5 separate regions of the Mus musculus genome follow, and regions 1, 2, 3 and 5 are each linked to region 4. A link is a contact called in public promoter capture Hi-C data. All regions are on one chromosome and are shown on one strand. Each heading gives the region's core, a stretch centred on a gene start, on an enhancer-like site or on the middle of the called end of the contact. The rest is flanking DNA. Distances are from core to core; before and after follow the strand shown.

The links. Promoter capture Hi-C pulls out the DNA fragments that hold promoters and counts their contacts.
Region 1: a contact with region 4 is called in a promoter capture Hi-C map of pre-B cells, with 7 times the contacts expected there. The contact joins the promoter of Slc9a7 here to the promoter of Kdm6a in region 4. A contact is called at or near these places in 4 of 39 promoter capture datasets (cranial neural crest, hippocampal neurons, liver and 1 more).
Region 2: a contact with region 4 is called in a promoter capture Hi-C map of liver, with 7 times the contacts expected there. The contact joins the promoter of Jade3 here to the promoter of Kdm6a in region 4. A contact is called at or near these places in 5 of 39 promoter capture datasets (the 3T3-L1 cell line, cranial neural crest, liver and 2 more) and 1 of 115 datasets of contacts at active chromatin or transcription factors (large pre-B cells).
Region 3: a contact with region 4 is called in a promoter capture Hi-C map of pre-B cells. The contact joins the promoter of Rp2 here to the promoter of Kdm6a in region 4. A contact is called at or near these places in 7 of 39 promoter capture datasets (the 3T3-L1 cell line, cranial neural crest, erythroid cells and 4 more) and 1 of 9 other capture datasets (liver).
Region 5: a promoter capture Hi-C map of liver shows a contact between it and region 4, with 5 times the contacts expected there. The contact joins the promoter of Rgn here to the promoter of Kdm6a in region 4. A contact is called at or near these places in 3 of 39 promoter capture datasets (hippocampal neurons and liver).

Annotation. Positions count from the first base shown.
Region 1 is chrX:20,288,761-20,293,537 of GRCm38.p6, forward strand. It overlaps Slc9a7 (solute carrier family 9 (sodium/hydrogen exchanger), member 7), which reads right to left and starts at 3,067. Exons shown (of 17, transcript NM_177353.4): 1 at 2,600-3,067. The coding sequence starts at 2,924.
Region 2 is chrX:20,423,015-20,427,719 of GRCm38.p6, forward strand. Jade3 (jade family PHD finger 3) reads left to right here and starts at 2,674. Exons shown (of 13, transcript NM_199317.2): 1 at 2,674-2,816.
Region 3 is chrX:20,362,604-20,367,154 of GRCm38.p6, forward strand. It overlaps Rp2 (retinitis pigmentosa 2 homolog), which reads left to right and starts at 1,878. Exons shown (of 5, transcript NM_133669.5): 1 at 1,878-2,225. The coding sequence starts at 2,133.
Region 4 is chrX:18,160,666-18,165,371 of GRCm38.p6, forward strand. It overlaps Kdm6a (lysine (K)-specific demethylase 6A), which reads left to right and starts at 1,910. Exons shown (of 29, transcript NM_001310444.1): 1 at 1,910-2,507; 2 at 2,719-2,782. The coding sequence starts at 2,341.
Region 5 is chrX:20,548,514-20,553,548 of GRCm38.p6, forward strand. It overlaps Rgn (regucalcin), which reads left to right and starts at 1,305. Exons shown (of 7, transcript NM_009060.2): 1 at 1,305-1,360; 2 at 1,850-2,028; 3 at 3,807-3,989. The coding sequence starts at 1,866.

The DNA of each region.
Region 1 (4,777 bases), core at 1,817-4,316, 2.1 Mb after region 4:
CAAAAACATAACAAGCATTTTAAATTTAAATTGTAGTTTCCAGAAATTACTATGCATCCCTATCACACAGCAGACAGATACTCAACCAGTGCTTCCCCTGAGCCTTCCTGCCCTGCATTACTCAGAGACAGGAGAACTACTCACTTCCTCTATTGCCGCGGAGAAATAAAATCTGATTTCTTTGTCTGTGAGTAGATACATGTGCGTGCACAGGTATGTTCAGGTGTGCACACCAATATGCATGTGCAGGTCAGAGTCTCCTGCCTTATCACTAATAATCTTAAGTATATAATGAAAGATTAGCTAATCAAGTAACATTAGAATTCAGAGTTGGATCGAGGAGAAGATTGAAACGGAAGATAAAATATCCTGCAGAAAAATGTTTTCTCACAATTACAAACAACCCACATCATACAACATATAAATATTTGACATATCTCAGCACATCGCACACTGACAAAATAAACCTCTCAATACATTTAAAAGCAGCAAGAAGATCTAAAGACAAAGGACAAAATTATACAGGTATATTATGAGATTTATCATTTATAGCACAACTATCCACAAAATGAAACAGCATACTGGCATGTGGTCCCAGTGGCTAAAACACCGAGGTGAAATTTTAAAGTATATATCAGCAAAAGAAAATCCCACTATTGCTTTAAGCATTAAAATAAAGATGACTGGAGCTGTGTGTGCTAGCTCATGCTTGTCATCCCAGGCTGAGGCAGAACTGCCCTGAAATGCAAGGCCAACCACGGCTACACAGTGAGTTTTAGGACAGCCTAAGCTATTGTGTGAGACCCTGTCTTGAACGAAACAAAGGCCAAAGATAACTATTACTGAATTTCTATGAACATAGGATAATCCTCAGAATATATTTTTATCCCCATTTATTTTTTGTATCTTTGAACATGCATTTATGAGCCCACCAAATGTACTTCCTATTTCACATTGTTCTTTAAGGAGTGGGCTCTGAATTTTGTAAAATAAATATATTCTCATAGATTTGTATAAACATACAAAGGCAGTCTTCATTTCCAACGTGGCTCTGAGTCAATAACCTAAAATGGCAACGTACTTCAGTTCCTCACTATCTGCTAGGAAACATCTCAGTTTACCTGCTTTCCTCATGTCACTCATTTGTGACCAAATAACACAAACTACAAAGGCTCCATGAGCAGGTATGGAGGCCAAAGTCTGTCCTGAGACCTGTGCTTTCCGATAACCAACTAGGTTTATGGTTTTCTGGTTTCAAGATCTATTTAGGCCACTACTTCCATACTGGAAGATTCCTGACAGCACTAGTCCCTCATACAATTTTTCTGAAAGGGTTTGGTAGCCATAAGCCCTGGTTATTAATAACTAAACAGGAACCATAAGACCTGTAAGGCCCAGGACCAAGAGTAATTTCCACATTAAAGATTAAGCTACCTGCTTTCCATTCTCTGTCAGAGATCCCTGAATAGAAATTGAGTGGAGTATATACTGTGATGAAGTAACATGCTCTAGCTTGTGAAACAGTCCATCAGAGTCTCAGTCAGTCTCTCTCTCCCTCTCTCCCTCTCTCTCCCTCCCTCCCTTCCTCCCTGGCTCCCTCCTTCTCTCTCCACTATAGGATGCTGCTTTGAGGGAGTTAACATCTCTGAATTAAATTAAAAAGAATGCTTGGCTCTAGTTTGGAGTCCATTGGGGGTGGAGGTGACAGGAGGCACACAGAGAGAAAACAGGATGACTCAGATTGTGGCTGTTATTATCCATGTCCTAGCCTTGCCCATGTAATATGCTGTATACTACTAAATCACTAAATCCAGAAAGGATAGTGGGATCAGCCCATCCTTAACAAAAGAGGACTGACTCCAAGATTAAAACCATCACTTTTCTCTCCACGAACTCAGAAATGTATGTTATATTTTAGGGTTATAAGAGCTACCCTTGACTTGCAAAAGGCATAACTTCCCAATGAGACATAAGGGTACCTGTCTCTAGTTAGGCCTGACATTGTGGTGTCATCAGTCTGGGTCCTAAACCACGCTCATCTTTCTCTGTATTCCTCATTGCACTTTATTAACAAGAAATGAAAGAACACAAACATCAGAAGTGGGCACCAACCTGCGATGACCACCATGAGCAACCCAAGTCAAGATTTACATTCAGCCCTCTTTCTCACGCTCTGTGGCCTGTCCCCTGGGGTGGCACAGCTCCCTGGGAAATCCCCCAATACCTTTTGCAGATCTAAACTGGGGCGGGGAGTGGGGAATCAATGCTGATGGAGAGCAGCACAACCGAGATAAAATGAAGCAAAGGGATCAAGGAGCCACCTCTGTATCTTTCATCTTAGTTCCTAGTAAAGAAACGTCGAAACGGGAACACCCCCCCCCCCACACACACACACACACACACACACACAAAATGCTTTTTAACCGTTGCAGAAAGCCAGAAAAATGCAGACAGTTGACCTTGGAAACCCACAGCGTCTCAGCGGGAAACGCAAATGAAGAAACTCATTTGGAAGTGAAGCAGGAGCACTGCGCGGCACCGGGAGGAGTACGGCCAGCTGCCCTAGGGACCTGGGCCGTGGCAGTAGCAGGGGACTCACCATAAATCATGGCCAGCCCGGTCTCATGAAGGAAACGCACCCGGCGGTGCTTGAAAAGCCAGATGGTGAGGATGGTGAGGGTGAGCAGCAGGATGAAGGTGAGCAGGCTCACGCTGTCCTGCCGGTGGCTCTCCTCCGCCTCCTTCTCGGTGGCAAGCTCCTCCATGGCGCTGCTGTCCTCAGCCGCCGCCCCAGAGGAGGCCGCGGCCCCAGCCCGCAGCCCCCGACCCAGCAGCACAGGCAACAGTGGCAGCAGCAGCAGCCGCGGCGACAGCCCCCGAAAAGCTCTCCCGGGACCCGGGCGCGCCGCGTCACTAGGCTCCATGACTCCGGGTCGCCCGTGCCTCTTCCACGCGGGGACCAGCTCGCGCCGTCGGCAGCTTCCAGCGGTGCCGCGGACTTACCCCGGTGGCCACAGCCGCAGCTCCTCCTCCCGCTGCTCGCGCCTGGCCAGGGCTGCGCCAAGCTGCGGGGGAGGGGCACGCGCAGTGCGCAGGATCCCCAAGCGCCACCCCCCGCCCGCGCACCTGTTCATCCCCCGCCTAGAGGAGCAGCAAGGCCACCAGGCTGGCTGTCCGGGCGGGGCGAGCTCTATCCTCCCTCTGCCAGGAGGGCGGCTAGCCCTTCCACTGCGCCACCGAGCTGCTGGCCGTGTCCAAGCGTACCTGGTCAGACTGTCTGGGGTCGGCAAGCCAGTTCCTGAGTTGTAGCTACCACGTCACCTAAAAGAGATGGCAGAGGTCATTCGCTCCTGGCAAGGGACATCAACTTGGATCAATTCATTGCTAGGTCTCCAGACCTGTCCTTAGCGCCACGCTCAGAGTTTGAAGTCACAGGGGTCTGTGGCCTCTCTGAGCCCAGTAAAGTGGGGGTACCCAGGAGTTACAAAGTCATGTCACTGTCTATACACACGGACGCGCGCGCACACACACACACACACATACACACCACCTACTTCAATTTTTCTCACCTTTCGGGCTGTATCCAGAGTTTCAGAACTCCCCAGAGTCTTTTAGGCATTATTCAAATAAACTGTGTTCAAGTCAGCTTCAGGGTTGTAAGGGCAATTCGTGAGAGCCATGAAATAAATACCTCCAGCATCTAGATTGCAACTAATCCCCTTGGGGAAAGAGGGTTGAATTAGAGAGAACTAAAGACTCTTGCCATTTTGTGTAGAAGAGCTGCAGATGGTGTACCAAGGGTACCCTTTTAATGCTGTCTTCCTGTTAACTTTGAAAACAAGGGGGGGGGGGCTTTAGTTAAGCTTTTAGGATCAAGCCCAGCTCCGAATTAGGACAAGGTCTTCAGAAGACAAAAGCTTTTGGAAGAAATTCTAATAACTAGAATAGTTATTCTCTAGACTAACTAGAGCAACCACCTTGTTTCTCAAGTCAAGGAAGAAAAGAAAGCTTAATATGATCAGTCACCTCCTGATGTTGAGCATTCTATTTGCTGAATCTCTCTCTGAGATCCCTACCAACTGCCCATGCTTTTTTGGCCAGAGGAGTTTTTACAGTCAGGAGAATTCACTGAAGGACACAGGGAAACTCTTCAGAACATACCTACATCCTCTCTAGGTGAACATTTAGACAAAACTGCATAGTACCTTCTTCACACCATGGAATCTCTTCATCTTGATTTTAGCCAGGATCTTTTGCTACTCCTCCACAAATATATGAGACACTGCAAACAAGAACCACCTCACTGTGCATAGTTCATGCCTCAAACTGAGATAATGAAATATTTGGACCTATTTTAATTGACCATGCTATTTGAAAATGGTTTCTTCTAACAGCAGACAACCAGAAGACTAATTCTCACATAAAGTAGTTGACTTGGGAAGAGCATGAAAAGTCTCACCCACCTATTCATAAATATATACCGAAGAAAACACACTGTTATCCACACATAGTTATATTTGCAAACTATCTTATGCAACCCAAAGGTTCTGATTCCAATTAACACAGACTAATCCACTCAACTGATTTTCCCCAGGTATGGTGTCTCTATGCCTATAATCACAGCTACTCCAGAGGCTGAGGTGAGAGGAATTGAATTAGGGAGTTCAAGGTTAGCCTGGGCAACATAACAAGATTTACCTGACCATCCCAAAACAAACGTGAGCAAACTACATAGAGAGGCCATTAAATATTCTGAAAAGAAAATGGTGACGGCTCA
Region 2 (4,705 bases), core at 1,424-3,923, 2.3 Mb after region 4:
AAATAATTCAAAGTAAACCACCGACTTAAAAAATAAAAACTAGGGCTGGTGAGATGGCTCAGTGGGTAAGAGCACCTGACTGCTCTTCCGAAGGTCCAGAGTTCAAATCCCAGCAACCACATGGTGGCTCACAACCATCCGTAACAAGATCTGACTCCCTCTTCTGGTGTGTCTGAAGACAGCTACAGTGTACTTACATATAATAATAAATAAATCTTTAAAAATAAATAAATAAATAAATAAATAAATAAATAAAAACTATAACACTTTTTAGAGGAAACATGAGAGAGGGCATGTGAAACCAGGTGAAGATGTTTTAGATATGACACCAAAAGCACTACACATAAATGCAAAATTGGATAAACTGGATCTCTGCAAAAATGTCTTGTCAAATAAATGAAAAGATAGCTGTGTATGGGAAATCCATTTTCTGATTATTTACATACTGAGGACTTGTTTATTATAATCTTCAAATTTAATAGTAAGAAATAATCCAATTAGAAAATGTCCAAAAAACATGAGCAGACATATCACCAAAAAGGTGCCCGTACATGTGTGTGTGTGTGTCTGTGTGTGTGTGTGTCTGTCTGTGTCTGCGTGTGACCTATGTGGACAGTTTTCAAGACTCATTTCTTTCTTTCCAAACTTAAGGGACCAAAATCAAGTCATCAGGCTTGGTTGCTAGTGCTTTTACCTACTGAGCTATCTCCATGGCCTAGGAGGCAAAGTTTGTTGTAAACAGCCCAAATATCCTTCAATGGACAAACTCTTAAAATGTGAATGTTAATAAAGGGTACCAGGGGGAATCTTTGAGCTGTTGTGTTGGTCATAGGAAACTCACAGGTGATACAATTGTGTAGAACTTATATATTCAGACTCAGAAATGGATGCTTGTGAAGTTGATGAAATTTGAATGAGCTTTTCAGATTGGACAAGTGCCACTATCTTGGTTTTGATATAGTTATATAAGGTTACTATTGGGAGAAAACTTGAGAAGTACTTAGAAAGATGCATGGGACCCCTTTGAATTTTTATGACTGTGGAATTTTTATTATTTTTTTTATTGTTTTATTTTTTGGTTTTCTGAGATAGGGTTTCTCTGTGTAGCCCTGGCTGTCCTGGAACTCACTCTGTAGACCAGGCTGGCCTCGAACTCAGAAATCTGCCTGCCTCTGCCTCCCAAGTGCTGGGATTAAAGGCGTGTGCCACCACTGCCCACATGAATTTTTATTTTTAAATAATTCAACTGTAACAGTAATTGTGGACTAAATATTTTACCACTCATAGACTTACATAAAATAAAGTAGAATCATATCTACAATATGAAAAACAGACAAAATACAAGAGCTCACATTTCTGTTTAAACCTAGAAATATAAGTGAAAATAACTATATTAATTCATCATAATTGTGAATGATGCATTTTCAATTCTAGCAAGGTAAATTAAAAAAAGTTGTTTTCAAGCATCTGTATTTCAAAGGTCCAGGAACCAGTAGTAAATTATGTACACTTGTTTTATATATTACTACTATACATCATGTCTCCCTTATTTATTTGACGCTATTGTCTTCCATAATTGTGACAATGGCTAAGCAAAACAAAAAGTTGCAGGGCAGATGACCAGGGAGCTGGAACGCAGGGGCATAGAATAGACCAAAGCAGGCATTCATGGTGAACTTTTTCTTGTTTGTTTGTGTTTCTCTGTATAACCCTGGCTGTAGTGGAACTCGCTCTGTACACCAGTTTTACATTCTCTATCCAACCCTCTCTGTCTGTCTCAGCCCTAGTTTAAAGTTTTTTTTCCAAATAATTCTGATAGGCCTACCTAAACTATCCAAGACGGCGACCCCTACTTTTAAGTCAACCGATCTTTAATTATAGTACCAAAATATCTCCCCAGGAACACCTGGACGAGGGTTTGAATAACTGGGAGCTGTAGGCTAAGTCGACATCAGAAAAAAAGAAAAAGAAATCAAGAAGTCCCACCCCATCATAAAGCATTTTTGCTCACAACTGGATTAATGTGTTGTCAATTGCCTCCTGGCTTTTATTATTTATCCATGCTTCAAGTCTAAACGTCAGAAATAATGGTCGTCTTAGAGTTTAGGGACGAATTGCACTCGTAGAACTTTACAATCGAGTCAGGAGGGTGGGAAAGCTCAGGCTGGACTTTGCCGGAGCAGGAGCCAGTGCACCTCGCTGGCCCAAGCGCCTAGCAGGGCTGGGACGCCTCAGGGCAGCAGCGCGCGCAGCAGGAGGGGAGGAGAACCCACCTGAAGCGCCGCGCCGCGCGTGCGGGAGCTTGAGGTGGGTGGAGCCTCGAAGCCGGTGGCGCTCGTGACGGCGCCCAGCCCGCCAGAAGATCGCGCGGCGAGCAGACGGCGGGGAGTCAGCCGGGTAGGGCGAGCGCAGCCGGCGGGGGTGGGGGGAGGTGGGGGGGGGTGGGGCGGGGAGTTGCAGTGATGAGGAAGGAAAGGGAAGAGGCGGAGCGTGGGAGCGCACAGTGTCAGGAATACAATAGTGCTCCGCGCCGCCTCGGCTGCCGCCGCCGCCCAGCAGCCTGTCCAGAGCTGAGGCCTGAAGGGCCAGGCGGCCAGGGCCGGGGGCGGGAGCAGAGCGCTAGGGGGCGGCCCCCTCGGCTCCTCGGAAGGCCCGGCCAGGAGGGCGGGGTGAGATTAGGGGGCAGGTGCGAGGGAGGGAAGAGAAGAAAGCAGGCGGCTAGGGGGCGGTTACCACCCTAGCCAGACTCGCCCGGCACGTTGAGGGGGCCCTCAGTGTGCGGCGAGGAAGGAGCGGAGCGAGACGCTGCGCCGGAGGTAGGCGCTCTCGAGGGTGGCCTCGGCACCAGCGAGGTTGTGGGCGTAGTGCGGGTTTAGTGGCGGGAGTGGCGGCCTCGAGGAGTGGGACGCGAGCGGCGTGGAGCTTGGGGTCCCGGCCTTGCCACCCTCGGGGTCGCTCCAGCTCCACGTAGCGGTTGCCCCGGGGTCCCCCCGAGAGCCCCGGAACACAGAGCGTGTGTGGGCTGAGGTAAAGTGCCCAGTCGCCCCGCTGCTGGTGGCGCGCTGTGCCCGGTGGCCCGGGCGGGGGGTTGGGGGGGGGCGCGCGGACACGGACACACGAGCTGGGCTACAGCCTCCCGGACACCTCCGGAGGCGTTGAGCGCCATAACTGTGGCGGCCGTTCCCTTCGGAGTCCCCTCCGGGTGCCCCTTTCCGTGCTTGTCCTGTGCTATCAGGGACTCTTGGGGCCAGACCTCGGGGCTAGAGGGCATGCTCTTTCTGCTGCCTGTGGCTGCCGGGTCCGAGCAGCGAGAGGGCGCACCCTGGCTGTTTGAGCCTTGCGGAGCGGGAAGATACTGAGGGTCCGGAGAGGGCAAGACGGGCAGTGTGGGGAGCAACCAGGCACTCTGAGAGCTGAAATGCCAACCTAGTGGGAGTGCGGGTGCCCTTCCGTCCTCGAACTTTCCTTTCTCCAGTCATTGTTAGGACGCAGTGAGTGTTCGAAGCCCGCAATCGCCCTGAGGTCTAGGGGTGGGAAAATCGCCAGGGATATGCCAATTAAGGGGAGATTTTTCTGCCACCGGGCATAGTTGTTAACTTTTCTCCAGCTCCTCTGAGGGAGCCACATCGATTTTATTTTATTTTATTTTTTTAATCCTCCCAGCCTTTTCCTCCTGCTTTTCGGAGCAGAGTTTTGGTGGAATTGGGCTTTAAATTACACAGGGCAAACAGCGTTCATTATTTGTAAGGAAGAAAGTGGGGTGGGAAGAAAGTGTGGGGGGGGGGGACTCTTTAGTGAGTGTCCTTAATGGTGGCATGTGAAGATACACTTAAGAGTTTATCTCTTTGCAGCCCTAGGACATACGTACCTTGTAGGGCTTTCACAAGAAACTTGTTTGACCACTCCACTGGCGTTGAGTCACAAGGAAAGATGTGCACAAGGGTCGACCAACCCCGCCTTGTGAGATGCACTTAACTGTAAGGCTGAGGATGAGAACCTCACCCTCCACCCGCCACAGTTTGATTGTATAAGAAATAAAAACCATGGTGACAGAGATTTCAGTGTCCTAGAGGAAAAGGTGACCTCATTCCCTGCGTTCAGTCAGATAAAGATAACTGCTCCTCTCAAAACTCTGAAAAGTAATGAAAAACAAAATAGGTAGAAACTGGTTGCACAACCTCGTTGCCTAGTGCACCTAACCAGAATCTTCTTTCCCAGAGTGCTTCTCTTAAATACCTTGCCTGCAGCCATTTCTCCTCAGCCTGGAGGGTGGAGAGTGGGGGTGGAGAGCAGAGCACAGCAGAGTCCACTTGAACAAAGCATTGTATTTTACTTAGTTTAATATTTCTATAACATCTGTAATGGTAGGAATATAGAGCCTAGCCTTTGTACCCTTTAAATAGTGTGGCTCTTACATATTATCTGATGATTCTGGATAAGTAAAAATAGATTTTTTTCTTTTTTTGTTTAACCTTAAGAGTGTTCTACTTCCATAACTAACATTTTCTTTTTTTATTTTAGATGAGCTCTGACTTCAAATACTTGAGTTATTAGAGGATAAACTCTCCCGTCAAGGATTACAGAAGTTGGGAGGGGGATGCTGTTCATATTCAATTGAAGAGTGCCCAATTCATATTAAGCTCTCGACATTAGTTACCATCATTGTCACCTTTCTTTCACATGTGTTCTGTACACCTCTGTTCAC
Region 3 (4,551 bases), core at 628-3,127, 2.2 Mb after region 4:
CAATTTAATTTTGATTTAATTTGATTTGGGATTAGACTGACAGTGAGATGAGAGTTAACCAAGTGCCTTCAGTTTTATTTGAGGATCTCTAAAAACTAATTACAGGTTGATCTAGATTTTGTTTCAGATTTGAGTTTCTCAAGAGCATGTGTTTCAAAGCAATGAGTTAGGGCTGGAGAGATGGATCAGCAGTTAAGAGCACTGGCTGCTCTCCCAGAGGTCCTGAGCTCAATTCCCAGCAACCACATGGTGGTTCACAACCATCTGTAATGGGCTCTGATGCCCTTTTCTGCTGTGTCTGAAGAGAGTGACAGTGTACACACATACATAAAATAAACAAATAATTTTAAAAGGGTGTGCTCAAAGCAATGAGTTTTAGAAATTCTTTCTCTAAAATTAGTTTTATTGAGTTGTGTCTTTATGAAGAACATGATCCATGAGGGACAGAGGATCTGAATTTTTCTAGTTCTTGCTCAATTCCATTCATTGTGACCACAGATTCATCCCTGGATTTCAGCTTCTTATTCTGCACTCTGCAGTGATCAAACTTTTGCTATTCTATGAATATAAATTAGCAGCAGGGCTCTAATACAAAACTATCCTCACATAGAACTTTGATCTGACTGAAGAAAAAGGCAGTAATGCACAGCTTTTATTGTCCAAGACCTGGAGCTTAACTTTCAGGTCATTTATAATTCTTAAGCACTGTACCCTTCTTCCTGGTTGTACAAAAAGGGCAGGAAGTGAAAGGAGGAACAATCTTAATGCCCAAATTGAGTCAGAGGCTCTTTTAGAATCTACATTAAATGTGATAGGTATGGTCAAGTAAAAAGATAAACAAATTTGAAAGTGCTAGTCTGCATTTGATGTCTTATCATGATGTTTTAATACTGTATCTCAGAGAAATCAACTTATTATGAAAGCAATACATGGGCATTGTACTCAAAGTCCACCCAAATACAACAAATGTTAATGATTGTGTATATTTTTATGTTTTCACGCGAACTTTGTACCATTTGCTTTGAACAGATCAGGTTGTTTATATGATAGGGTTTATATCCTCTATTAGACTTTGCACTGCTTGAGTTCCTAAAGCTCCTTTGTGGTGAGTCAACATGCCTCTCTTACCCTCTATAGTTGGACTACTGTCTTTTGGAAGAGATTGGAAAAAGGTTATATGTGCTTCTGTCATTGGATGCATAAGCTGAGAGATTCAAAGGTACATGCCTTTTTGTAATATCCTTTTGCTCCCAGATTCACTGTTCTAGTAAGGAGACAATACTAGGTTTTTATCCTAAATACTTGTCCAATTTTGGAGAGATAAGTGGAAGCTTTTAGACATCCCTCAAAGGATTGGAGAGATGGCTCAGTGTTTAAGATCATTTGCTCCTCTTGCAGAGGATCCAGGTTCGCTCCCTAGCACTTGCTTGATGGCTTACAACTATTAGTAACCAGGAGATTTGAGCCCTCTCCTGACCTCTACAGACACCAGACATGAACAGTTCGACCAGAAGCTTGTGGGTTCCCTAGAAAGGTACTGAAAGGGAGGAGTGAAGGACACAAATTTGTTTTACAAAATCAGCAAGATTTTTTTCCCTAGCAATTTTTGTCATAAAACAAGTCCACTACTCTGTATGGCATCCCCTCCAGAGCTTAAATTTTGGAAACTTTCGAAATTTGAGCACCGGGTCAGGAAAAGGTACTCAGCCCAATCAAACAGCAGCCAGCTAGCCCAGCCTAGTTCACTAGAGGGGAGAAGCTGGGGGTGGAGTAGGACCGACCTGGGGACGGGGCCCTCGGTGAGAGCACCTGAGCTGGCCAGCCCCCCGCTGACGTAGGATTGGTGAATGAATACTTTGGCCTGAGCTCATAGGAGCAGAGCAGCTTGCGAGGCATTGATTGGCTCAGAGGCTGCTGCCCGCTTATTGGTTGCCATAGGTCGTCACGGAGACCTAGGGGGTTGGGCGGAGAAGGGTGTTGGGCCTGGCGGGAGTGCTGAGGGTTCCTGGCGGCGGGGCTGCTCCCCTGGGCGGTGTCCGGGGAGCTGTTGGCCGAGTCACCCTGGCTTCCCGCCACCCTCTGAAAGGTGTCTGAGCGAGTGGGGTCCACTACCAAGACCCTTAGGCCGCACCATGGGCTGCTGCTTCACTAAGAGGAGGAAGAGTGAAAAGGCTGAGGGAGAGGAGGAGCAGCCCAAGCTGTACAGCTGGGACCAGCGGGAGAAGGTGATGTTTTGGGGATCCCTTGCTTTGGGCCCTCCTCGGCTGCCCTTTGCAGCAGATGAAAGCGGGCAGTTTGGCGGGTGGCCCACAACTGGCTTTCACTGGCGCGCACAGGCAGCTGAAGTCGCACGACTTTGGGGGCGGGATGTGAAGGGCCCAAAGGAGGCATAGAGTTAGTGGTCAGCCTAACTAGACTCCCAGGGCCTCTCTGTAGGCTCTGCACCCCGACTCCGGATTCTAGAAAGGACTCCAGGGAGGGAAAGAGCCAGGAAGGTGCTGAATCTCCAATCAGCTCATTTCACCAGCGTTGGCCAAAGGGGTTTGGTCCAGTGGTCGAATTACACACGCAAGACTGGTTCTCATCTTTTCTGCGGTTTGTATTCCCAAGCTGTTACTCTTTTGTCTGCTCTCCTCTGAAAATCGCTTTTGGTGCCTCTTGGTGTTACTCAGTTATTAAATGGACTGTTTCATGTCTACCTTTATTCTCGTCTTCCATTTATCAGAAAAGAATAATGAAAATTGAGGCAGTCTTGGAGTGTATTGTGTAAGGTGAAAGTACCCAACACAAACCAGGAAGTAGTTTATTATTGCAGCTTTATATGAACGAAAATGCCATATATATATATATGTACACACACACATACACACACACATATATACATATGTGTGTGTGTATATATATATATATATATATATATATATATATATATATATATATATATATATATATATATATATATATATATATATATATATCTCAAAAGGTTTGAAAAAGTCTCCTAATCTTGCACAAAACACACTTACTTAGGCATACATTTCACAATGGTTCCTCTTTCTACAAAGTTCTTCTTTTCTTCTTAGTGTAGTTGCTTTGTAAAACACTTAATAGACATCAATTATTATAGTTTCTCAAACAAAATAAGAACGCTTGTTCTTTTAAATGGGTGTCATGAACAGTTAACTATTGCTTAATGCAACAACTTTGACCAGAAGTACTAAAGTCTTGTTTTGTTATAACCAGTCATCCTGCATCCTTGTTTGGTATGACAAATCATCCTGCATCATTTCAAATCCCCAGCAGAATTTAGGCATTCATATAAATGACATTTTCAAAATGTTGGCTTTTAACAAATGGAAGCTGAATTCTCAGGCTCAGCTTTTTGCCTTTGACTCTGAAACCTTTCTTAGGCCATGTGGCCTTTTGTTCCTCTTATATAGCAGTATTTTGTCATGTAGGAAAGTGTTGTATTTTCTGTCTTATATGAAGATTGTACCCATCAAAATCATTTGGTAGGAGGATTTTGAAGTATTCATTTTCAACAGCCTTGGGATTTCTAATAATGCTGTTTAAATTTTTTCTCCCCAGCGCTGGGTATTGAGCCATGCTAGGCAAGCATTCTACCACTGAGTGGCATCCCTAGCTAAACAATGCTCTTTAAACTTGAACTTCCTGCTGCAGAGAGAGTTTTTGTTTGTCTTATTTTGTTTAGAAGTGTCAGGCTAAAAGTAAAAGTGTGCTTTTCTTTTCAGTAGTCTTGGTTGGCTGTGGTTCACTGTTCCATAATAATTGTCTTTCTGCTAACTTCTACTTACAAAGTTCTGATTAATTGGGGTCTTCTGGTCTTGCTATTATGTTATTTTTGCAACAGGATCTTTTTTGTTATATTTTGAGACAAGGTCTCATGTAACTCTGCATAGCCCTGAGTATCTATCTGATTCCCCTGCCTCCATCTCTTGATTGCTTGAATTGTAAGCATGCATCACCAACTTATGCTAGAGACAATGTTTTGATATGTACTTCTGGCTAGCCTGTTAAACGGTATGTAGCTTAGGCTGGCCTTGGATTTCAGGCAATCTACCTGCCTGAGCATACTGAGTACTGAGATTATGGGCTGGGCTACCACACCCTGATAGTTGGGATCTTTCATATGAATGTGTTTTGTGATCTCTTTTTCTTGTGCTCTTTATCTAAGTTAAAGTACTGAAAAATAGCTTAGTGGATACTAATATCTAAGTGTCGCCTCTCCCACCATGTGTGCTGCATTAAACTTTCTGGTGTAAATAGGAACATTAAATTTTTTTCATTTATAGTTTTAAAATGTTTTTATTCAATAAAGAGGTCAGCCTTGAAACCAGATTCATACAAACAGCAAAAACAGACTCAGTAGGTTGTATTTATGCATACTTAAACATACATAGATATGTATGTGTAATAATAATAAAGGAACCCTTTTTGAGAGCATTGCTAGGTACTATAGTTGTAGAGATGTAAGAGCTGTTATTGGAAATGTACAATAAGCCTATATATATATAAAATAGCTAGATATAT
Region 4 (4,706 bases), core at 660-3,159:
ACCCTGTTTCATAAAACCTGTGCCCCAATAAACTAGAATTACTCCACATCAAAAACAACAGCTTTGGTTTAGAGGTCACAGAGCTTGCACAAGGATCAGAACCCAGCTGTGCTAGCTAGACTCCAACCCCTCCCTATCACTTTATTTCTAAAACTCTAACCTTATTATTAAAGGGCAGGAAGGCACTCAGACATGGGTTGCTTATATCATTCTTGGAAAGGGACTAAATCAGGAACCAGTAACTTTGGGGACGTGGCCAAATACTGACAGGTTTGATTTCTGTTTGTGCAAGTGTCCATGTGGTAGTGGGGCCAAAAATCTCCCAGGTTTTGAAGGTCACCATTTGTGACATTTAACAATTCGTATGTTAATTTAGCTATAGAAAATATTCAGTCTCTGGTACTCACTCAGTCAAGTAAAATAGAACACCATAGAACATGTTTTGTAAAAGTGTAATTAAACACGAAATATAATCCATACAAAACTAGTTTATTCATCTAGTTACTAGTCTCCAGGCAACAATTTAAAGCTCTGTCTGTCTGCAAAATTAGTTGGGACTTTTATAGTCTCTCATTGAAGAACACAGCTAGGATTTACTGACTCAGCACTTATATATTCTGAAATCTAAATTTAAATATACCCTATTGATTACAGGTGTAAACTTATATAAAACATATAAAGCTTGGTTTATAAACGGATCTTTTCTTCATATAGTCCATTTACTAATATTTTCTATCCCAAAGACTGGAGGTGTGATGAGATACATCACATTATATCTGCCTTTTCAAAATAGTCGATGGAAAGTTTGGTCTATCTCCTGATTATACTATGGGTCAAACACCAGACTTATTTGTACCTGAGGGACAGAACAAGCAAATGTTACTGCTAAGGGTTTCCTATGTAGTGGAAGCAGAAAAAGGCTGGCAGGAAGCTGTGTTGAGGATTCTATTTCTCTAAGGCCAGTTCACATACAGCTCCTACTCTTCCATGGAGTACCCACTGAGATGACAGCAACAGAACCCAACATTCTGAAATCCCCCTCGACAAATTTCACTGTTTCTGTTTTTTTCTTTATAGTATAACGAATTACTGCTAGGGCGTAGGGTATATGCAAGCAGCAGGAATATCTGGCCCGAAAGTGCTGCCAACAGACAGACCTTTGGCGGTGGGGTGCGGGAGCCAGCGCGCCAGACCCCCTGCAGGCGACTGACTCTTCATTCCTCCCTGCCTGGGGTGAGTGGGCGGGGGTCGGGAGACGTTTTCCCCTTCCCCTTTTGAAAGGGTATGGGGCTTCGCGTGGCCTTGTCTAGGGCGGCGCCCAGGCTGCAGGGTATGAAGCCGGCTGCTGCTCCTCTGGCGCACTCCTCGTGGAGGCTATTATTTCTAGCAGTGCGCCTTCTTCCGAGGGCAGAGGTCTGGGGCCGAGTGTTCCCTCCCCGCGACTCAGCTGGTGTCCAGCCCTGTCGGGATCGATATTCCCGGAGTGCGCGAGCGCTAGCAGGACCACCGAAATCACAGTCTTGGCCCACCCTAGGGCTTCCGGGCAGCCAGAGGCTGTCCTAGGCTTTCTCGTTGGCGCTCGCTACAGGCGGTGCCGGACCTCGCCCAGACTGAGCACTCCCCTCCCCCCCCCGATCCCACCACGGCTCCCGAAGGGACACAGCCTGGACCCCTCCATTCTCTGCCTGTGTATTTAAGTAGCACAACCTAACCGGCTGCTCCCACTGGGTGACAACCCTACTCCGGACAGACGTGCCTATCAGCCAACCACCGACCAGAACTGGCGAGCATCCCGCTCTCGGATCTGTGGCGGCCTCGGTGGGCGGGGCTAAAGCAGCTAGCAAGTTAAGTGGAGCCACGACTGACGCGAGTCAACAAAGGTCACGTGAGGCGAGGGGCTGCTCTGGTTGGCTGCGCCGAGCGGGCTGTGAGGGGGGGGTCACGGCAGCGGCGTGGGGTTCGCTGTGTGACACAATTACAACAACTTTGTGCTGGTGCCGGGGAAGTTTGTGTCTCCTACGAATCCCCCCCAGAGCTCCCGCTCCTCGCGCGCTCCGGCCATTCCCGCCGACCCTGCCTGTGGCTGCCCCCTTCCCATCCCCGCGATGTGACCCTACAGCCGAGCCGTCGCCGCTCCGGACCCAGTGGTTCCACAGCCTCTGCTGCCTCTGCCTTCACCTCTACCGCGTTAGGATTTTTCGCTGCCGCCTCTCGCGGCAGAGGAGGAGGCAGAAATAAAGTTGGTGTGCCGGTCTTGTGCGGAGATTGGAGGCGTCCTTGCGGGCTCCGGCCCGGAGAGGGGGGGTGTCGGCGTTGGAGTTGTGAATTCGCTGCGTTTCCATGAAATCCTGCGGAGTGTCGCTCGCTACCGCCGCCGCCGCCGCCGCCGCCGCCGCTTTCGGTGATGAGGAAAAGAAAATGGCGGCGGGAAAAGCGAGCGGCGAGAGCGAGGAGGCGTCCCCCAGCCTGACAGCGGAGGAGAGGGAGGCGCTCGGCGGACTGGACAGGTACGGGGAGCGGGCACTCGCCCGGGCGGCTCGGGACAGGCTGGCGCCACTCTCCGAGGAGGCCGGAGCGCGGCTAGCCTGTGGCGGCCGTGGGGCGGGCACCTCGGCTTGGCGCTCTCGGCTCCGCTGACGCCCGGGCCTCGGGCTTTGGCACGGACGGGTCGGCGCCGATGCCGGGGCACTAACGAGCGGCGTGTGTCTTTCTCCGCAGCCGCCTTTTCGGGTTCGTGAGGTTTCATGAAGATGGCGCCAGGATGAAGGCCCTGCTGGGCAAGGTAAGGCAAACCGCGGGCCGGAGCGCGGACGCGGTCTCTCGAGCCAGAGGCGCGCTCGCCTGGGGCACCGGGGCCGGGTCACCACTCATTGTGGCCTCGAAAGACGGCCGAGGGGCTTCCGGAAAACTATTTCCTGCTACTGCGCTCCCCTCCACCCCCTGATACCTCGCTTGCTCTCTTGAGAGATCACTTCTCTTGGAGCCAGAGGACAGAGGCAGTGGCGCTTTTGGGGCCAAGCTCATGTGGGGCTTCCAAATTGACTACGATTTTACCGCCCTTGGAGGCTAGGCGGATGATCTCTGAGGTGCCTAGGGAGGGTCATGAGTTCGTAAACAGCTGTAGATTTCCTTAAATCCCCCGCTCGTTATCTTCCCTGGTTATTAAGGCTCTTTAGGCAGTCTGTTCCTGATGCCTGCTTTAGTCAAACATTTCGGGATGGCTTCTTGTCTCTGCTCCCTGAAGGGGGAAGTTGCACGTAGTTTAGGTCCGTAAAGAGTTTGCATGGGGTTATTGACTTGTATCATCATCGGTGTGTGCTTTACCTGAAGTTAGGTGATTTGTTTACTTTTTGGATCTTTCTGCCAAAGATCTACCACAGTTGTATGAGTGCGTTTTCTGGAGCTTGGTTTCCTGTGAGTCTGTCAGGAGCAGTTGGGGAGGATTCTGGGTGTAGTCTCTTGTTTATTTGTGTGCAAAGTTGTTGGTACTGTCATTTAGTTAAGTAATGGCTGCTTCTGTCCGCCCAAGATGGCGGGACAGGGTGGGAGGAGAAAGTGAGCCGGGGGAGGTTTGGGGGAGGGAGGAGAGGTAAACAGGGAAATAAATAGTATCAGAGAAGAATAGGCCTCTCCTTTGGAGTATGTAGCTCAGTAGTTAATAAAAATGATCACAGATTATTTGCATGTAGAATTTTTGTCCCCTTCTCTAGCTTTGAAATAGCGTGCATACGCCTGGTAAATGCTTATCAACCTGTAGCACATTTAGTTACCCATGGTAAGCTATTGAACAAAGGCTGGAGTCTCAGTCTGTCTACTTCAGTTTATATTTCCTGACCAAAGTGTGATTGGAATGGTAGGAGGAGGTTTTTTTGTTAGCTGGGACTCTCAAACTTGGAGTGTCTATGGTAGATGTTGCATTCATTAGACCTTTTCTTCTTTGCCGGAAATCTTTAGGTTTGATTTGATACTTTGTTAGCTCTATTGTTGCAATTGGGAAGTTTAAGAAAGGCGACTAAAGCTTAACGGCTTTAAAAAAAGTTGATTATTTTGCTCCTTACTTTTTGAATGTATTTTGGTTTGGCTGCCTTAATTGTTTTTATCTGTGATCATAATTACGTTTTTATTTTAAAGTATCAAAATATAAGAACTTGTGATTGCAGACAATGACTATAAGGCAAAACAGTCATAATCTTTTTCGGTAGGTCCATTTTCTTTGAATGGTAAGGAAATTTGAATTGAACTTTGACAGTGACGGTATTAATTTTCTTTCATTAAAATTAGCGCTGGAAAAATGTTCAGTAACTAGCTCTGGAATTATATAAATATAAATAGTTGTTAGCCCCCTCTTTTCAAGATTTTCCTCAACCTATTTGAAGTATTTTATGTACAAAGATTAGATTAATGTAAAGTTGTCATTCCAAAGATGTGTGTGTGTGTGTGTGTGTGTGTACACACACCTGTATATAGTGTTTAAATTTAAGGGCCATTTTATTTTGGAGTAAACATTGCTAGTTTAAATTGAGTTAATAGAGTTGCTTTCAGCGATAATTCATTTGGAAATTTAGGCTAAATTTATTCCTTTTGGTTACAGTGATGAAGAAATAAGTGGAATGTGTTTTAAGTGCATGTGTAAAGTGCTAGTTCTTACTTTCATATCTTAGAATGCTTGTTATCAGAATCACACATGGTTGTCCTTAACGTGGGAT
Region 5 (5,035 bases), core at 55-2,554, 2.4 Mb after region 4:
AGAGTTCGGCCATTGTTGTCACTGTCCCCTGCCCCTGGAGGCTGCAGCAGTGTTACCCTTTTGGTACAGGTACTTCACTTGCAGCGCGGACCCCTGATTATCAGTCCTCTATCACCACCCTTCCCCCCCACCCCGCCCCGCCCAAGCCACCAGTTTGCAGCCAGAATTCCTGGTAGAAACAGGTCCTTTGGCAGCACTGCCCCCACCCCTCCACACACATCGCTTGCAAGACAAACTGTGGGGTTAAGCTATTGCAAAACTCCAACATCTGATCTTGGGGCTTATCTACGATTGATAGCATGAAAGCCCTTTGGAGCCTGGGCCAATTTTTAACAGCCAATGAAAATGGCAAATGCTACAGCGCTGGTAGTTAATAATTTGAGACAGTTCTGAGCTATATTCCCAAAAACATGCAGTTTATTCAAGGAAACATTAAACCACAAGTTATTTTCCTCCCCCTCCTCCTTGGATTCATTTGCCCACCCATGTGTAGGACTGCCTAGTTCAAAGCAGTAAGACCCCCTGGGGGAACCGTTGAAGGTGCTGGCAATTTCCATCAGCTAATGTCTACTGGGGTAGACTGCAAAGTTCCTTCCCCTTCAAGGGAGAATTCTTGACTGATCTCTCTCTCTTTTTTTTTTCCTGATAGTTTTTCTCTTCTCTTCTCTTCTTTCTCCCAGTTCACTGGTCTTTGGCCTAAAGTCCAAGCATAGAATGTTCTTTGCCTGTGGGGTTCAAGGCTCCCTGCCAAACTGGCCTCATGCAAGGAAGCAAGATACAACTAAGGGGGCTGTGAGTTCATCTATTCCAGTGGAGCTGGAGGCATAGCTCTGTAGCAGAATACATTCAAGGTCCTAGTTCTATCCCAGAACTACCAGTACAAAACAAGCAAGCAACTGTATACATCCCAGGGGAAAATGCCCCTCATACCTGCCATTATCTGAATTGAAAATGAACATGAGTTGGGGTTGGAGATAGGGACAGTGCCAGCTCTTCATCCCAGGGCCTGGAACAGGCTACATACCTCAGCCATATACCAAGCCTCTGGCTGTTAACTTAATTCAGTATATTATCACTGATGTACACATTCCTAAAACTGGCTGCTCCCCCCCCCCGCCCCCCCCCAGGGAAATCAATAGCATCAATGAATGAGGGAGAGGTGGCAGCATGAAAAGGTAACCTGCAGACACCCAGAGGGGCCACCAATGAGGGAGCTGCCCACCCCTTGGAGGTCAGAGTGCTGCCATAAAAAGCACTGGCTAGCAAGCGTGCCAGGAGTCATTACAGCCCAGGTGTGGATAGTGGAGTTTTTCCTTTGTCTACTATTTTAAAGGTATCTTGAAAAAAAAAAACTTCACTGGTAAGTTGACTGAAGACGTTTCATGTCATGTCTTATTAGCTCCTTCTTCCTACAATCACCTCCTGTCTTGCTGTACACCTTGCTCCGATTGGGAGTTGAGGAACTACATCCACTTGTCTATTTTGATCCAATACTGGCATACCTAAGGGAGCTTTCCATTTGTTCCCAGATGGCTGTGATAAAATTAATCTTATAATAAAACAAGTAACATTTTTGACTTCTCAGTGCATATAAAAGTCAGAATTTACAGTGTACAGAAATGCTACTGAGTGTTCCTTAACTTAAAAAAAAATCCTTTATTGCTCAAAGTTTTAAATACTGTCTAAGATGTTGAAAACATAGTGCAGATAGAACCGTTCAATGCAGGATTGCTGCTAACCTGTGATTTGTGAAAACTATACCCGCACAGAGCCACACCTCACGATGTGCCTGCCATCTCTACTAAATTTGCTCCATTCAACTGCATTGCCTTTTTTCTGTTTCTTTCAGTCCTTTTCCTGTGACCATGTCTTCCATCAAAGTTGAATGTGTTTTACGGGAGAACTACAGGTGTGGGGAGTCTCCTGTATGGGAGGAAGCGTCACAGTCGCTACTGTTTGTAGATATCCCTTCAAAGATTATTTGTCGATGGGATACGGTCAGCAATCAAGTGCAGCGAGTTGCTGTGGGTAAGTATGAAAACTGAGCTGCTTTCCTTGCAGTGAGCCATCTTTTCCCAGTGCAGGGGCTAATATCACCCTGCTTGTCATTGTCCTGGATCTTTCTGGTTAAAGCCCAACTGAAAATGCTTTGAAACCATGTTGGCTGTGTCTGTGATTCCATGTGTGATTCACTTGAACTCAAATTGGAAGTGATGGCTCTTCCATGCTTTTCTCATCCTCTTGTATGGGTGATAACGTTCCTAGCTTTCTTTGTTTTGGTTTGTGATGCTAGGCCTCAGGCAAACTCATGCTCATTGTGCCACATTATTGTTTTGATGCTTAGGTATTATAGTGTTTCTTTCCTGATTGACTTCCGATGATAGCATCCAGAATGGAAGACTCCATTAATAGCACAGCAAAAGCCATCTACCCTGGTTAGGCCAAAATCACCATTTTAAAACAAAAACCAACAACGGATGTAAGATGTATCTATCACTCACTTCTTTGTGAAAAAGAATTCTTAGGCTTCAAAAGCATCAACCAGGACTGCACAACTGTGGTATTCCTGACAGGACTCCCAAGAGAGCTTTGTGGTTTAAGATAAGGAGTTTCTAGGGCTTTTTTATGGCTCAAAGCAATAGGCTGGGTGTGATTACCAGTAGACAAACAAGTTTCTGGTTTTATTATTGGATTCATGGGAAGAGATACCAGGATTTTCCCCAAATTACAGGAATTTCTGGTTTCTGGTATCTTCCCATGAATCCAACTGACAACTTAAAGCTTGTTTTTTCCTGGTGTTGGGGATTGAATCCAGAAGTTTGTACATACCACTAATTCCATTCCCAGACTAAACGTAGCTTAAAAAAAAAAAAGTGATTTTGTCTGTGTGGGAAGTACTGGTCCTATGGCACATATGTTGAAGTCGGAGGACAACTAGCAGGAGTTTACTCTTTTCACCATGTGTAGAAGTCAGAGGACAACTTTTAGGAGTCTTTCTTCCACTATGAATTTTGAGGAAGGAACTCTGGTCATCTGTTTTCTTTATAAGGCAAGTACTTGCTATGTAGTTACCAAGGTTGATGTAGAACTCACAGATTCTTGCTTCCACTTCTCAAATGCTACTAGGAGCAGCATCTAATTTACCTATCAATGTGTTTATAGCTCCAAAGAAAATGTTTAGCCTCTTCCTTCCCTGGTCCCTCATTCCCAGCATTCACAAAATTCCTACCCCTAATCTGCAAAGCTTCCCACTCATAAAAAGGGTTTGTGTGTTAGCAGGAGTTCAAGAGGCTAAGCTATCAGGAGATATCTCAGGCCATAGTTAGGATCCTTGTTTAAAAAGGTCCTTTATAGGGTCTTGCATATTCCCAGGGCTCTGAAAGGCTTGCATCAACTTCTGAGCAGGGCTTTGTGCTAAGAGAATTTAGCATTCATGGGGTGCTTAGGAAATGTTTCTAAACAAATTCAGATAAATGTATTTCCTGTGAAATTTTGGTAATCTCTTTCTACTTAAAAAGAATTTTTTAAATGCATGAAAGAGTATTAAAACCAGATAAACTAAACTATTAAAGTAAAAAATATAGTAATATAATTAAGAGATATAAAGATTGTTTTTCATTGCAGTCCACATGCATACTTTCAAAAATATTTGAGAGATTAGAAACAATTTATAATTAAATATATTAAAAATAAGGACCTTTTGAAAATGGTACTAACTGGACCCCTTTCCTAAGAGATGTTACAAGACACAATGACCTCTGTGCTACAGGGCCACCAGAGCTTACCTGTTGACTTTGCCTCTGCAGATGCCCCAGTCAGTTCAGTGGCACTTCGACAGTTGGGAGGCTATGTTGCCACCATTGGAACCAAGTTCTGTGCTTTGAACTGGGAAAATCAATCAGTATTTGTCCTAGCCATGGTGGATGAAGATAAGAAAAATAATCGATTCAATGATGGGAAGGTGGATCCTGCTGGGAGATACTTTGCTGGTATGATTTCTTTCTTATTTGTGCCCCTATTTGCTGTCTTTGAATCTTGCTTTGAGTGTGTCTGTGTGTGTGTGTGTGTGTATGTTGCTGTGGGATGAATGAACAAAAAACTATATATGCTAGACAAGTGTTCTATCACAAAAAGTAATACTATATAATGAACACCTCATCTCTATATATGTCCATACCTAGAGTTACTTGTAAACATTTTGTTCTTGTTTTAATATACACTCTATCTAAATCCATTTCTCTCCAGAATTGTGTGTCTGTGTGTGTTTGTGCACATGTGCGGGTGTATGTTTCCTAAGGAAAATGGCTTTTTTCTGAAATAGGGTCTCACTATGCAAACTTGACTAGTCTGAAACTTGCTCTATAGATCAGGCTGGCCTTGAACTCACCTTGAAATCCACGGTGCCTGGTAAAAATGGCATATTCTTACGTGAACACAATATAGTAAGCAACTTACGGAAGTTTATCATTGATTCAATAAATTTATATTCCTGTTGTATCAACTGAGCAAATAATGTCCTTTCTGGAATTTTCTCCCCTAGTGTGGAATCCATTCTAGAATGACATGGTGCACTTGTCTTTTCATCCTCTTAATATGGAAGATTTCCTTGGTTCCCCTCCCCCTCTTTTATGGTGTTGCCATTTTTGAAGAATATGGTCCCACCCACCCTCTTTAATAATAGAACATTCTTCATTTTGGAGATGTCTGATGTTTCCTTGTGATTAGGTTGATGTTAGACATTCCTGGCTGGACTACTGTGGAAGTGATGTCCTATCCTTCCCAGGGCATCCAGTTTGGAGGTACACACTGTCCTGCTACTGCTCATTGGAGATGTTAAGGTCCTATTGCATTCCTCCACTACATAGTAACTGCTGTTTTGTTTTGTTGTTTTAAGAAAAGAGCTTCGTTATGAGACCCAGGATGCCCTTAAATTTGCTATGCAGCCCAGGCTTACATCCCACTGTCTCCAGCTCCCAAATGCTAAGCTTATAGACACACATCAATCACCACATCTTACTATATATAACTTTAAAAG